Regions from separate parts of the Sus scrofa genome. Here region 1 is linked to region 2. A link is a contact called in public Hi-C data. All regions are on one chromosome and are shown on one strand. Each heading gives the region's core, a stretch centred on a gene start, on an enhancer-like site or on the middle of the called end of the contact. The rest is flanking DNA. Distances are from core to core; before and after follow the strand shown.

Region 1 (3,090 bases), core at 183-2,682, 360 kb before region 2:
AATGGCGACTGATTTTATGTGTCAATCAGTTGTAGTCTGCTGATCTGATTAGACGCCTTGACAAATGCCTGGTGGCGATTGCATATAACGGCCAAGCATATGGGAATAATACAGTAACCCACCGTCTTGGGGTCAGCTCTTGTACAAGAGTAAAGGAACAAAAACATCTGTAAGTACGGTATCAGAAAAATAATTGTCCAAAACCAAAAAGGTAGGGAAAGTAACCGAGATTTCAAGGAGTGTGTCCATGTGGTTCCCTCAAGGGGCTCCTCTGGGTGCTGCTGAATGTGTTCCAAGGCCAGCCTGTTGTAAGTCTCATTGATTTCAAAAACGTAGTAAAATGCTGCTGCACTTGCTAACAGATACAATCCCACTCCAATCCATCCCATCCGCTGACGGAAGTTCATCATTCTCCATGCTCTGTGCCTTCCGGTTTAAAAAAAAAAAAAATAGTTAGGGTCTAATAAAGCTGGTATTTGTCAACTATTCCAAATGTACTTTATTTCCAATAAGCTCTAAAATACCCCCCCAAACACATGTGAGGTTTAAAATAACTAAATTTCCATTTATTAAAGAAATGTAAACAACTTACAGGTTTTCTGTGAGTTATGAGGAAGTAAAGCTTCAGTATATATTGAGTGTGTTTTTATGCGAATCCCACAGATCAACAAATCATATCTAGCTTAAATGGGTCCAGCACACCTTCCCTTAAACTGTAATTAAACTAGTTTTCTACGCAACATTTCACGTGTACAGTTCAAATACTTTCTGATTCACCAGTATTGCTTCATGTCACTCGGTTCTACAAGTCAAACCAATGTTGGAGCCCCCAAGTTAAGAAAGTAACTCTTAAACCCTTACAGTGGTCCCGAAAATCTTCCTGTTCCCACGGGAAGCGTTAAAGAGTCACTCAGCTCTGAATAATCGGGTGGCTTTGGCATTTCAGAGGAAGCCACCATAAAAGAAATCCCCGGGGTTACCGGCTGGGAGAATGGTGAGCACCGCCAGTCTGGAGCAAAAGCTAATTGTGATTAAGCACAGCGTGACTGTAGCCGGTCACGCGGCGGTCCGGCCCCTGTCGCGGCTGCCGGAGCCCCAGCAGATGTCACCCGGCCCAGCCCGGAGGCTCCCAGCCGCTCCGGCCTCCCTGCGGCCGGCCCCGCCCCCTGTCGCGCTGCAGCGCCCGCCGGCCGCGACCAGGGCTGCGCGGGCGGCGCCAGACCCGGGCCTCTTCGCCTTGCAGCGCCGGGAGCCCAGGACCGGGCAGCGGCCACCGGCCGAGCCTGCGGAGCTGGGCAGATTCCGACTCTCACCTCCTGTCCGGGTTGGCCCGCCCGCCGGCCGTCCCGGATGCTGCCACAGTCCGGGCTTCCGGCCCCGGCCGGAAGCGCCCTGCCCCGCCCCCAAAGGCCCGCCTCCCTTGGTGACGTCAGGGCCCCTCGGCAGCCGCGGGGCAGCCTCCTCCCGAGCGCACCTGACAGCTCTCGGATCGCTACGCAGGCGGAGGTTGCCGAGGCACCGGTGGTGACGCGACCTTCGGGTGGGCTGCCATCTGGGCCTGGTCCCTTCAGCGCTCCTCGACCTCTGTGCTTCGCTAGCGGCTCTGATCGCCGCGTCGTGCCTTGCTGCGGAGAGCGCCGCAGCGACGAGCGGTCAGCCATCCTCCGGCGCTCGTCTGCGCAGCCCCGGTTATCCCTCTCGGGTGTCCCTTCGAGTGGAGGAGAGGCCACTCTCCCGCTCCTCGGGCCAGGCCATCCGGGAAGCATCGGCAGCAGGTCTTGGCGCCTCGGCCGCCGGCGGTGGACACAGACACTGGCGACTAGATAATGGAGTGGGGAAGCGGGACCCCGCGGTCTGCTGCCGGGCGCCCGAGGCCGAGAGAGGGTAAGGTGGCTGGCTGCCGCAGTAGGGCCGGCCGCTGGCGCGGGTCCTCTGGGCTTCTCCGGGCTCGGGTCATTCCTTGACACTTTCAACTAACCCGATTGCTTGGTCCTTGCAGCCCGTCGGAACTCCGGACGTAGGAGAGACTTGACGGGGGTTCCTCGGAGGAACACTGTGAACTGTGGTGGCATCCGTGGCCAGGGCAAATTGGAATTTCAATCGGTTGTTTGAGGGGCACCATGACGCTGAGGCTCTTAGAAGACTGGTGTAGGGGGATGGATGGGAACCCTCGGAAAGCACTGTTGATTGCCGGCATCCCCCAGGCCTGTAATGTGGCAGAAATGCAGGAGGCTCTGTAAGCTGGTTTAGTTCTTTTGGGCGAGTACCGACTGACTGCTCAGGAGGCTGTTCCGGAGGGATGAGAATAGGCACGTAGCTTTAATAGGGCTTACTGAGGAGACAAGTCATGCTCTAGTCCCTAAGGAGATACCCGGAAAGGGGCGTGGCTGGAGAGTGATCTTTAGCCCCCAGACCCAGACAACGAATTTTTAAGCAGATTACATGAATTCTTAAAGGGAGAGGGCATGACTTTGGGTGAGTTTACCAGAGCCCTTGGCTATGGAAACGGCCCTTTTGAACTAGACCAGGGCATGATCCCAGAAATGCAGGCTGCTATGTTGGCACAGGCATTAGATGAGGCTGTGCAGCCTGCCCTGTAATACTTGAAGTACAAAAAGCCGAAAGTATTTTCAGGCAGTGACCCTTCAGAACCAGAAGAAGAAGAATTTGTATCCTGGCTGTTTCATATCACTCAAATAATGAAAACATGACAAATGTCAGATGCTGAAAAAAGAAGGCGATTGCTGGAGAGCCTTAGAGGCCCAGCATCTGATATCATTCGTGTCCTCAAGATAAACAGTCCTTTAATCACAGTCCCTGAATGCCTGCAGGTTCTTGAGCAGGTATTTAGGGTTCTCGATGATCCTAGGGAGCAGCAGTTCAAATATTTGACCACTTAGAAGGATGAAGAAAAACTGTCTGCTTACATACTAAGGCTGGAGCCTCTACTGCAGAAGCTGGTAGAGAGAGGAGCAATTGAGCCAGAAGTTGTGAATCAGGCCCATCTAGACCAAACCATTGCTGGAATGGTCTGCAGAACACCGGGCAGGAAGTCGACTCTATCAGAGGAGGCTCAGTCCCTGGCTTATT
Region 2 (3,176 bases), core at 419-2,918:
TGGCATATGGAAGTTTCCAGTCTAGGGGCTGAATTGGAGCTGTAGCTGCTGGCCTACACGACAGCCAGAGCAGTGTGGAATCTGGGTTGCGTCTGCGGTCTACTCCACAGCTCACAGCAACACAGGATCTCCGACCCAATGAATGAGGCCAGGGACAGAACCTGCCTCCTCATGGATACTACTCTAGTTCTTAATCCACTGAGCCACAACGGGAACTCCGTCTCAGCCCCTGCTGTTGCTGAAGGAGACTGAGGGGGCTACCCCTGGCCCTCTGTTGGCCTAAACATGTCTGGCACCAGGCCACCACTTTTATTCTGTTTCAACTGTGAAAGCCTAACAGCCGAAGGTCACCATTTATTCCAGGTGAACTGAGGGTGTAGTTGAGGTTACACTCTGCCTCTCTTATGAAACAGTAAATTCTCAAGGAGAAGGAACAGAATCCTATTTCTCTCCATGCTCAGCTACACCTGGTGCATGATGCTAATGCTCCCCATTGAGGAAGGCTGTGAAAGCGAAGCCATGAGAAGGGAATTTGGGTTTGGATAGGCGTGAGCTTGAAGCTCATAGTCACTTGTGAGCTGCGATCCTGGGCCCAGTATTTAACTTAGGGTTGGAAAACTTTTTCTGACAATATATCCTTTCAACTTTGTGGGCCATATGGTCTTTCCTATAACTTCTTTTTTTTTTTAATAATGATTTTTATTTTTTCCATCATTGCTGGTTTACATTTTCTATAACTTCTCATCTCTGCCTTGTTCCCCTAAAATAACCAGAGATAATATCTAAACCAAAGGGTGTGGCTGTGTTCTTACAGACCTATACACATAAAATAGGCAGTAGGCCCAGCGTAATAGGCTGACCCTTGTTTACTGTAAATAAAAGATTATGAAAGATCAAATGAGATACCCCAAGAATGTAGTCCTAGACCTTGCTCTTGATGTCCTTGGGAAGGACTGAACTTATTCCCCCACAATAATTCCATTCCATTCACCTTTCTGTGCTTCACGACATGGCACTTGTACGTACAGTATTTCATTTTTCTCTCCCTGTGAGATAATACCAAACATGTGAGGAGTAGCATTGCATAGGGATTAAAAGCACAGGATTCAGGAACTAGACTGCCTGGCTCTGCCACTTCAGAGGTATGTGACCTTCAGAAAATTAACCTCCTCCCTCACATAACTTCCCTCAGTTGCCTTATGTGTAAAGCTGGGGTGACGTTAACATCAGCTACCTCTTACAGGGTTGTTACTGGGATTAAACGAATCTGCACATCGAATCACCTGGGGATCTTCAGAGATTCCAAAACTCAGCCCACACGCAGACCAATGAACTCAAAAGCAATTCTGGGGTGAAACAGAGCCCTCTGTGTCTCTGAGGCTTTCCTAGGTGGTTCCAATGAGGGGGCAAGTTTGGAAACAGAAGGTTAAAGGACTCGGCGCACTGGGTTTGACCCTTCAGCGGACACTGCTGGAACCACTGCGTCCCTGCTCCCAAGCGCACCAGGACCCCCCGCCCTGGATCACCAAGTACCCACCTCTCTCGGGTCCCCCGGCCTCCGGGTCCAGAAGGCCCTGCGGGTGCACACTGGGACTTGTAGTCCCTGCCACTGTCCGGCCTCGTTCCCTCCTCCCATTGGCTTTCGCAGACGCCCCGCCCCGAAGCTTCGCCAATCAGCGCGGAGCAGCGGGCCCTCATAGTGGAGAGCGAGGGCGCAGCGCCGCAATCACTGCAGGGCGGGCGTCGCGAGGTGGCCTGTCTGAGGCTGCGCGCCGTGAGGCGTTCCCACGGTCCTGCGGCAGGTAACCAAGGTCTGTGGCAGGGGACTGGGTCTGGGCCCCACGCGCGGGGACAGGATCGCCCATCTTCCTCGGCTCTTGGCCTCATGGCTGGGATTTTCCACTTTCACCAGCCCTAAGTAATCCGTTTCTCAGCTAGCGAAAGGGAGCCAGCAAATGACGAATCCCGAGGGAAACCCTGAGACTTTTCAGCCTGCCCTCCTGTGGGGCTGTTGAGGGGTGGGGGTGGGGGCAAGGGGTCTTTTCCAGCTAGAGCAGTTGCGCGTGCTCTAGCTGGAAGCCCAGACTTTTGCAAGCACAGGGAGAAACAGGCGCGAGACAAGGGCACATGTGCTAAGGTTCCAAAGCCAGGGAATGCCAGGAGGGGTCTGGGGCTTGGCTCCAACTTTCGTGATCTAGAAACAGTTTGGGCTGTTGGGGCTTTTAATGCAGAGGATTGCACCTGTTTCCAGTAGGTTCTCAGTAGCCTATGGGGAAGGACTCAGGTTAACCACAACAAATATACCCACACATATACAAAGATACCTTCTGAGAAGTCAGAAAAAGCTCTACTTCTCAGAGGCTTGAGCCGGTGGGAGTTACAGGATGATTCACATCAACCGTGGAAGTGAAAGTTAGCTGGATTTGGTCCCCAGCTCCTGACTATTAGAGTTGAGTTTATACCTACATGTATCAGGCGGTGCCAGGAGTTCCCAGAAACAGGGGGCTGGGAGAAGGAACTTTGTGTCACGTGCTTTCTTTGAGAGGTGAAAATAAACGCCCACGGTTTGAGATTGAGATTTACCTTGTGGTATGTCCGTAGTGAGTGGAAAAGCCCAGGTTTCTTTACCCCTCCAGGCGGCATTAGTTAACAAACAGGTATGGAGCCTTATTAAGCTTTTTGAGCAGGGATTATTTTGTAAAGGGGAGAGGCAGTCTATAGTGAACCATTCCACTGTGACAGGGACAACATCTAACCCTGACTTGTGGGAAGAGGTCAAGTGTTGTAGAGAAGAGGTTGATTGAGTGGAGTTTGAGGGATGGATAGAGCTACTGAGATGAAGGAGAAGAGCATTTTGTCTGGAGAACAGCTTGATAAAGGCAGGGAAAGAGCTCCAGTTATGCACCTGGAGTCCTGGTACCTGGTTGGAGCAAGGGATTTCATGTGGATAGTGGAGGACCGAGAGGTACATCTTGCAGGGCCTCCTGAGCTGCTGTAAGAGATTTGGATTTAGTCCTGAAAGCCCCGGACGCCGAGTTTCGTAGATGTGTATCTTAGATACCTCTGTAATGTGGAGAAGTGTTGGAGAGAGGGCACACTGGGGAGCTCATTGCAGGAATTCTCAGGAGAATTGCTGAGGGTTTTAAAGACACAGAGTTCCCATCATGGTTCAGCGG

The links. A called contact is a pair of places that touch in the nucleus more often than the background predicts.
Region 1: a Hi-C map of embryonic fibroblasts shows a contact between it and region 2, with 1.7 times the contacts expected there. The contact joins the promoter of MOAP1 here to the promoter of LGMN in region 2. A contact is called at or near these places in 1 of 47 Hi-C or Micro-C datasets (embryonic fibroblasts) and 1 of 2 datasets of contacts at active chromatin or transcription factors (alveolar macrophages).

The regions. Positions count from the first base shown.
Region 1 is chr7:114,572,394-114,575,483 of Sscrofa11.1, reverse strand. MOAP1 (modulator of apoptosis 1) reads left to right here and starts at 1,432. Exons shown (of 5, transcript XM_021099631.1): 1 at 1,432-1,884; 2 at 2,000-2,273; 3 at 2,275-2,401; 4 at 2,404-3,066; 5 at 3,069-3,090. The coding sequence starts at 2,121. TMEM251 (transmembrane protein 251) reads right to left here and starts at 1,091. Exons shown (of 2, transcript NM_001001629.1): 1 at 862-1,091; 2 at 1-426. The coding sequence starts at 941. The coding sequence ends at 15.
Region 2 is chr7:114,208,588-114,211,763 of Sscrofa11.1, reverse strand. It overlaps LGMN (legumain), which reads left to right and starts at 1,668. Exons shown (of 14, transcript XM_005656451.2): 1 at 1,668-1,811.